2 separate regions of the Cyprinus carpio genome follow, and region 1 is linked to region 2. The links are chromatin contacts, called in public Hi-C maps. All regions are on one chromosome and are shown on one strand. Each heading gives the region's core, a stretch centred on a gene start, on an enhancer-like site or on the middle of the called end of the contact. The rest is flanking DNA. Distances are from core to core; before and after follow the strand shown.

Region 1 (4,662 bases), core at 1,006-3,505, 190 kb after region 2:
AAAAAGCATGTTCTCTTTCCTCAGTTGAGCGAGAATGTAGAAGGAGAGAGCGGTTTACCCAGTGTGAGAAGAATACACTTTCTGTTCCCATTTATTTCCGGAGAAGGCGATGTGTCTGGTGTTCATGACCACCACATGATCTCCAATATCACCTGGGAACAAGACATGTATATATGTACATGATAAATTTGCACATTCAGCTTGAACTCTTGACATTGCTCGATGATAAATATATATATATATATATATATATAGTAAAGTAGTGCTCTAGACACAAGTAAATAATTACTATTCATCAAATAAAAATACTGACTATAACAGAAACAAATACACCCCCCCCCCACACACACACACACTCCATCAGTCAAAACACTATTTCTCTCTGAATGTGAACATCCATGTTGTTGAGGATTAAATGAAAAACAAAGGCTTGATGGATCTAATATAACACTAAAGTTATGATTAAACATTTACACACAGGTTTAACTGAGCAACTGAAAAAAAAAAATCCTAGCCAAAAATATTTATTCCTTCAAATGCATGAAATAAAAACACGGCCCCTCCTTTCTCCGACTTGCTGCCTGGCAGAATAACTGCACAGCCCTGAATTTTCATCTCTTGGCCTGTTATGCTCATTCATCTATCAGAGAGTGAGAGTTTCATTAAAAACTCCCAGCGTGTCTCAGGAAGGAAGCACCATCAGCAGGGTCTGTGAGTGAGCTGCAGGCACATACGGCGTGCAGCTCCAGACTAATGTATCAATTCCAGAACCCGTCGGAGTCAGAAGTCATGACATCTTACATCTCTCTGGAATTAGCTGCCACACTAACAGCTTTTCACATTCAGATCAAGGGAAGAACTGTAATTCCTGTCAGGAATTTATATCAATAAATCTTGATCACAGCTTTGGAGAATGATTTTGCAGCATGTTTACTCTTGCAATTTTAAACATTCTCATTAAAGATTCAGCCTTTCATGTTAGGTGTTACATAAATTACCATTACAGATGGTCTGTGTTTTTTTTTAAGACAGAAGTCCTTAACATAAACACAAAATACAATATGCAATATTCCATTTACAGTATACAGAAACAGCATAGTACACATAATGGGACAACGTCAACTAAAATAAAGGCAATTTTTTACATATACAAATAGGCAAATGCATTGAACTTCTTGCTTTGTTTACATAATTTTAAACATTATTTTAAACAGTGGTCGTTTACTTCCATCTTGTGGCCATTCGGCTACTTCACATTCCCAGTCAATTCATAACGGAATCAATGTTGAGGTGGGAGATGAATAGAAAGACTTTGGGTTGGCTTAGTAAACACATGTACTCACTCAGTGGATGGTAAATGGGTTTATGCTTTCCTTGAAGACGCACTGAACACATAGAGGCGATCTTTCCAGGAGGCTGCATCCTGGCGTCTATTAGGAACCAGGATCTTGCAAAGGTCGCCCATTGCTGAAGGGGAAAAAGAGAGAGCAATTTATGAAATGCAAGTTGATTTATTTCAATGACCGAACACAATCTGTTCGCAATAACTAATAGTTGAAGTACAATTTTTATCGCCCGTGGCAGATTTTAATCAGATGACAGATCAGTCAGCGGTCAGTTTAATGCAAGGAACACGGTCTAATGAAAGTGAATGGTGACTGAGGCGTCCATAACATCCCGTTTAACATTTCCTTTTGTGTTCTACAGAATAAATAATATCATACAGATCTGGAATTTTTTTATTTTTATTGTCTGGTGAACTGTCCACTTTACCTGTCACTGGTCAACTGATTCATTAGTACACGTTTACCACTCATCTACATTCACTAATTTTCAACGCTACACTACAACAGATTTAATTTCAAATGATAATTAAATAGTTCCATGCACATGAGTGCAGACATTATACACATTCGCTCTTTAACGCACAAGTTCAATAGAAAGATCACGCTTTCCATAACAGAAGCATCGGCTGACAGAGTAACGTTAGTATATTTATGGCATTTGACCAGTATGACAGTAAGCCATAATAAACAACTTACCTGAGCTGATCTTGAAAAACTAGACATTTTAAAAAAGCATTTGATAAATTTGACCTCAACGTGACTGTAGTGGTACAGCAGCAATTTACTTCCCCCCGACCAACAGAATGAAAACGTGGTTCCATATTTCATAGTTATAATTTTAATGCTCTCAGATTATTTTACATTGATAATGTAATTTGAATAACAATAAGTATATGATTTTAATCTGTGTTTAGTTCACCCCCATCTCCGCGTGTTGTTATTTATAAGCGTGTATTAATCTGTTCCTACCGACTGTGTTTTTTTTGGTAGCGCACACGTCATCGTCACGTCATCTTCGAACGTCCGTGTTGGTTGTAAACGCGCGCAAATTTGTTTTGTACTGTGTGGAGCTGTAACAAGTTAACATTAGTTTACATGAACACGGCAGCATACAGTTATGGACAGATACGTGCTAGTTGTTATAATCAATCTAGAGCCAAAGAAAGAGGGCTCTTTTAACGGTAAGAGGACGCCGCATATCAGTAATTGTTAGAAGTCCTGCTTTGGCGTTCTGTTGCTGTTTTGACATGTTAACGTAACGTTATTGGTTTTATTGCAGGGGTTGATGAAACCAAAAAAGTGTTTGATAACTTCAAGAACATTTCTAAGTCGAATTTAACGCGCATTCCTCCATTTCCAGGTAGGTTTGTGCATTTATGCATAACCTCATTCGCCTCTCATTTTCCATAAGTTATGTTTTGAAGCTTGACTTTGTTTGTTTAAATTCATGAAGCCTGCTCTCTGAGTGGTAGTCCTGGCCCACAGAGATGGTACTTTGCCATTCAAGCCAGTTATGGTACGACACAGGTAATTAACATTTCTTGTTCAGTGCACTCTCACATTAGATTGGTTACAAATGACATAACCTGGGTCTGACAAACAAAGGTTATAAAGTAATAATGTAGATTAGTTCAAGGGTTTTTAAAAAGCCTAAAAAAGATCAATTCTTAAAATAAATATATAAATATAAAATATTTAACATAAATAAAATGAAAGTACAAAATTAGATAAAATAAAAAAATAAGTAAATAAATAGATTAAAATAAATATGTAAACAGTAAAATTAGATTCAAAATTCAAAAAATGAATAAATAATAAAAATCTGATTAAAATAAGGAATATGCATCTAACAATTCAATTCAAGTTTATATGTATAGCGCTTTTTACGATACAAATCATTGCAAAGCAACTTTACAGAAAATTAAGTTTCTACAATATTTAGTAGTAGCTTATCAGTGGTGACTGTCAGTTCATGTGCATACGGCAGAAATGTTCAGAAAAATCAATAAAAGACGTAAACAAACAGACGAGTAACACCATTAACAGCAATTATGCAGTACTTCAGTACTATAGTGAGTAGAAAAAATATTTTAACCTAAAAGAAACTAAATATTTCCTGAATAGTTTATATTATAGTATTATACTAGTATCATATATATTATAACAATTTAAATTAGTATAAATTGGGTCTTTATACATGAAAGTACATAGTTGCCTTTAAATTTTAGAATGGGATCACTTGTGTGAGGATGATCATATGTACGTATGAAAGATTGAAAAACCCTGGTATAGTGCTTCTGATCATACACACACACACACACACACACACACACACACACACACACTCTTTACTGTGTATTTCCAGTGGTGCAGCTCAGAGTGGGAGGAACTGTGTTCCCAGCGCAGTGACAGTGAGGAATCAGAGCCGTCTGCTTTAGACACCTGCATTGCTGCCCTTCAGGAGCAAGAGGAACAGAACGTGCTCACAGAGAACCCGTCCCATGCAGAGTGAGAGATTGTGATTGATACGTCACTACATAACATCTCAAACTGAAGAACCTTTTTGGGCCAAAGAATTAATCTTGTTTCAGGGATTAGTTGATGTCATTCATAAGTTGATTATTGGCACGTTTATTTCCATTTACTTTCTGTGTTTATTTTTTCCTGATGATTGACTATCATGATAGACTCTTTGAAGAGGCTGCTGAAGGTCTTCATCAGTTAGCAGATAAACTTCCTCCTCCAGGTACTGTTTTATAATATTAAATGTTTTTGGGCATTATAAAGTTATCATAGTAATATTTTCTTTATTTTGTTTTACATATTTGAGAATATTGCTAGCGGCAAACAATGTTATCATAGTGTTGCTTTGCTTTTTTATTGTATTGATGTTATGTTTGTTCTTGATTGCAGGGAAGTCTTTGCTCGATGTGATTGTTCTGTGTGTGGATGAGGAGGCGGGGTTGAAGGATATGTTGCCTGTGATTGGCTCTTTGAAGCACTTGAGGGCATGGCATTCGGCACGGATGATCATGGTCACTGAACACAAAGCAGGGTAAAATCCAATATTCTCCAGTAATAATATCACCATTTTTGAGATAATAGACCTGTCCTTTCTATTTATGTTCTGCTATGCCTAATGGCCCTGTGTCTCTTGTTTCTGCACTATAAAGGTGGCAGAAAGCAGCCATGTACCTAGATGGCAGCTTATGTTCTCCATCAGTGATTGACAGCTCTGTGGATGGGAGAGAGATTTGGAGAGGTGGACTTCACATTAGAGAGAAAAAGGTACATTATACTGATCTAAAGCCCCTTT
Region 2 (4,794 bases), core at 873-3,372:
CACGTTTTAATTTTCCTCAGGAAAGTTTCCCAAGCGTTATTGTCCCACGTTTTGGGCACCTCCTCTGGAATATGGCGCTTGAGGAAAACATTATGAGCGTTGTTGTACTTCGCTGGCATACAAGGCTTAGAGTTTGTATCCACTGAGTGGCTTTGAGACCAGACCAGAGTCACAAGTAGCAGAAAAGCAATCATCTTGAAGACCTGCTGTGAAGAAAGAGAAAAGGCAGAAGTTCCTCAAAAATATCCCGCTTTGCAGACGCAGTTCAAAAGCTCAGGTCCTCTCGCAAAGTCATCTAAAAATAGCATGCTATATGGGCTTAACCACGGCTCTGCTCGTGTCTGTGGCATGCGCGTGGTTATCTTCCTAAAGGCAAGCCACTCTAGATAGATATGTTAATAGGCGAGATGACATTGGATGATACTTACCGAAATGCTGAGCTGCAGACCTACGTGTTGGTGGTCTATGTTTGTGAAGTTCTTCTTTTTAACAGTATCTTTTCGCTTCCTTTATAGCTAAACGAACTCGTGTTTTTTCTGGTGTGTATTTCTCTCTTTGAGTTTCAATCTTCAATTCTATGACCAAAATGCTGAGACTTGTTATGACACGTCAACCCTTTTAGCTCCCTCAGTTTTGATGGTAAGCCAATATTACAGCCATAGGATGATGACTCATGGTCCTTTTGGAAGACATTTAGAGCAATTAGCCTATTTATTACTGTCTTTAGATGGCATACTGATGTCTTGAGAAAACCTTGAATCAATTGGGCCATTTGATAGACTATTTAATTTTACAATTACATGTAGGCTAGGCCTATTATAAAGTTTAATTTAATATAATCGTAACATAAGCTCAAATTTAAAGGGGTCATGAACTGCCTTTGTTTTTTATTTCTCTGAGGTCCACTTATAGCGTTATCAAGATTTTTTTTACATCAAAAAAAAACAACATAATTTAGAAGCTTCTGTCCTATTTTTAACCCTTTAAATGCATAGCTGTGTATTTTCTAACTTAATTTCCATTGTAAAATCTGTGTATTGAAAATAAATCCAAAATCTTTGTGGAGCATCAGTTTAGATGTGTAAGACGTGCTTGCTTCTCTCTCCTGACACTAGCGACGTTTCTGAAACATAATAGCGAGAAAGTTGTTTCATATATATGACATTTATTTATATTTTCAACATCAGCAATTTCATCAGCCCACAGAATAAGAAAAAAAAAACATGAATATATAAAACTTCTGCAGGTCATTTATCTACTGTTACATTACAGCCAGGGAAACACTTCCTCATAACAAAAAAAAAAAAAAACTGTGATTAATTCTGTGAAACATTCATTCATTTACTGCAGTCTAGTTTGTTGTTATTTGGTTTACATTTTTTTGTATTTGCCTCAAAATGATCAGGGAGACATTTGTTGCCAAATTTATCACAGGCAAGAATCACATGCTGCTTTTGAAGGTTGACACTTTTGATTATTTTCTTCTTACTGTCAATCTTAATAGTGATGAAGGAAAAAGGCTTCTTGCTGATGCAGAGGTTGCTCTCAAACATCTTTCCTCCTGATGAACACACAGCTTCCACGTTGTCTTTCTCACTGAAGGGAAAGAATGACTGAATCGTTCTGTTCCAGGTTCTGATTCTGTTAATAAACTTTTTCCAGTTTTCTTTGTTCAGATCGGTTGGTATGTCATTGCGTACATGCCGTTTAAGAAAAGTGTTGTAACCATTCTCGTTTTCTGCTTCAGTGCAGGGTCGAGGTGGGTGCAGCATGTCTGGTTCACTCAGACAGGCGTGGAGTGTGAGAGTCAAGATGACCACGAATGACAGCAAGGTCTGAAGATGCTTGTATAAATGCAAAAAAGTTTAATCAATCAATCAATCAATCAATCAATAATAGTTATGTACTGAAGAAATGACAAATGTCCACTAACTTCCAAGTCAGCTTTGATCATTTAAGTCTCAAAAATTCTCTTATAGCCTACAGATTTATTCAATGCATAATTAGAAACAGTGCATTACCATATTGTGAGAAGTGTACAGTCCCAACAGATGCAAACAGAGCTTCAAGCGTGCTAGATTATATGATCACTTATATAGCTGGTGGTCTCTGCATGAAACAGAGCAGATCGACAGGAAGTGGGACACCGCCTTTCCTTTTATTAAGCACCTATCTTTCATTAACTCTTTCAGTTCAATTCATTTGATATGTAATGCCTATATAAATGGTTTATCCAGTAGCCATATGCACACTACACATACTGGAGACCTGATGTTATTCAAGATTACTTCAGAGTTAAATGATTAGCCTTTTGCTATAAGATGCATTAAACTTTCAGGTCTCACTATCAATATTTTGACATTATTGTAAGTACTGTGTTCATTCTGATACGTATTGGAAGTTATAACATATGACAACACCAGTATTTGAATAAAGAACAAAAATCAGACATGGGGATTACATATTTCATATCTAATGTAGTACACATTTATAACAGCTCTTGTGTTTAGCGGTTTAACTTCTTTGCTGATTTATGTCTGTGTGTGGTTTATGTAGTTAAATTGTAATAAGGACATCAGGAAGTGGGCAATTATTTTTCATCTGTGAAGCATATTGTTTATTATACACTCTTAATTCATTTAAAATGTCATCTTGAGATTTATATTTGAGAAATATAAACGTGTGCACACACATACACAAAAAAAAAATAAAAGTTCAAAAAGATTTTATAAAAAACATATATATATAAAACACAAAAATTATAATACAAAAAAAAAAATGGAATAAGTAGTAATGTGACTTTGACCTATGGACATACTTGGCCACACAGACTTTTTTCTTTTTAGGACCACAACCAGGTGTCAAAACATGAAGGTGCACACTCAATTTTCAGCCCCTCAGACCTCAAGCATGATGTGTATTTCTCCACTGAGTCAAAGTAATACTAAGGTCAGTCGTGATAATGGCAATGTGCGACGGAAAACGTTATTGGTGTCACCTGTCAAAATGTGGTTAGAAACTTGCAGCCCCACACGCACAGTTTCTTTCCCTTGTTTTTTTTTTGTTTTTTACCAACTAAATTATAATTCTTTCCATCTAGTATATTAATTAATGCATTATTTCTTATTTTGCTCAGTTTTATCCTTGGTGTTCAAAGTTCTTTAAAAATGTCAGTCACAAACTGATTTTCTGTGCTAGTCTAATCTACAATTCAGTCTGCAACCACATCAGTTCAAGCTCCGCTGCATAAATTCACATAACTCTAGATAAAGCTTAGAAAAGAAACAACAACTTTATTCTTTGTGTGATTTGTTTCTTCTTTGTTTTGTCCTCTGATTATATGAGGTTTATAATTCAAATTGGTTAAATATTTGTTTTAACATGTTTTACTGCTTCTTTTACAAACAAAAGCCACAATGCTAGATTTTAAAGTGTGATAAAGAAGCTTAAAGATGGTTAGCCACTTCCTTCTGGATGAACTGCTAGCGTTATTTTTCCCACAGCACACCTACCTATATAAACCTGAACCTGAGTCAAAGCACTGACAAACATCTGACTGGACACAAGTACTTTTTGCATTATGGTAATATGTTTTTCATAATGGTCTTGTATGTCTGTTGTTTTAATGGTATTATTATTATTATTATTATTATTGCTGGTAAATAACATAAGAATGAGTCTCTCCATTGTTGTTGAATTGAAATTAACCAATTTAAAGTTGCACTGTATTTTGAGTACATAGATTTTTAACTTTTTAATGCTGACAGAATCTGTTAAATCAGCATTATAAAATAATGACATTTTTTTGCATTTTCACAAACATCCTCAGATCCTTAAAATGTTGTCATTCGTGATCATCTTGACTGTGGTGCTCCACACTAGTCTGAGTGAGCTGGACATGTGGTACCCATCTAAGCCCTGCACTAAAGCAAAGAACCTGGATGGGTATGACACTTTCCTGAACCACCACCTTCGTAAGGACGCACCAAATGATCCACGCAAACTAAGAGAATGGCAGAAGTTCATCACCAAAATCAACACCTGGAACAGGCCGATTCAGTCATTCCTTCCCTTCAGAGAAGCAAGAAGGGTGATAGCTGTGTGTTCATCAGCAGGAAAAATGTATGAAGGGAACCTCTGCATCAGCAAGAAGCCTTTCACATTCTTCACTGTTGAGATCGCAGCTAAGAAGCAAGTCAAGAGAGTCAAGGTTCAGGAACAACATGTTATTCTTGGCTGTGATAAAATTAAAACTAAATGTCTACCTATTCATTTTGAGGCAAATGTAAATGATGATATACCAGATGATATCGAACCTGACTGCAGCAAAGCAATGGCAAATTCAAGCTTTATTACATTCGAGGAGCTGTTTCATGTCTAGACACATGACCTGCAGAATTCAGGTCACTTTTGTTCTTTTATTTCTATGTAACCAATGATGAAACTACAGTAATTAGAGGATGTCTGCTGACATAATGCATTCTGTATGTACACACACAAACAAACACGAATATTGCTTTCTATGCTTTTGCTTCATTATTTCTTTCATTTAAATAAAAATTTTAATGCATAATAAACATACGTGTCCTTCATGTCTTAAAATCTACCTTTCTCACATAATATTACAGTTATAAATTTTACCTCATTTAATTTCTTATATGGGTTATAGTCTGTTTTAAAATTTAACCACAAGAATACAAAGTACAATAAGAAAAGTGATACTATGTAACAAGCATTTTAAAATGGTATTCATTTACTTTGCAAATACGTCTTTGATTACTTTTCTGACCCGTA

What was found. A called contact is a pair of places that touch in the nucleus more often than the background predicts.
Region 1: a Hi-C map of skeletal muscle shows a contact between it and region 2, with 7 times the contacts expected there. The contact joins the promoter of LOC109076521 here to the promoter of LOC122139958 in region 2. A contact is called at or near these places in 3 of 8 Hi-C or Micro-C datasets (liver and skeletal muscle).

What each region holds. Positions count from the first base shown.
Region 1 is chrB16:10,889,315-10,893,976 of ASM1834038v1, forward strand. It overlaps LOC109076521 (39S ribosomal protein L13, mitochondrial), which reads right to left and starts at 2,256. Exons shown (of 7, transcript XM_019092213.2): 1 at 2,043-2,256; 2 at 1,344-1,467; 3 at 59-152. The coding sequence starts at 2,174. LOC109080862 (mdm2-binding protein) reads left to right here and starts at 2,331. Exons shown (of 22, transcript XM_042740707.1): 1 at 2,331-2,527; 2 at 2,626-2,706; 3 at 2,800-2,873; 4 at 3,712-3,854; 5 at 4,034-4,092; 6 at 4,260-4,401; 7 at 4,520-4,634. The coding sequence starts at 2,464.
Region 2 is chrB16:10,702,733-10,707,526 of ASM1834038v1, forward strand. LOC122139958 reads right to left here and starts at 2,123. Exons shown (of 2, transcript XM_042740697.1): 1 at 2,022-2,123; 2 at 853-1,835. The coding sequence starts at 2,024. The coding sequence ends at 1,338. LOC109080439 reads right to left here and starts at 663. Exons shown (of 9, transcript XM_042741881.1): 1 at 429-663; 2 at 1-203. The coding sequence starts at 194.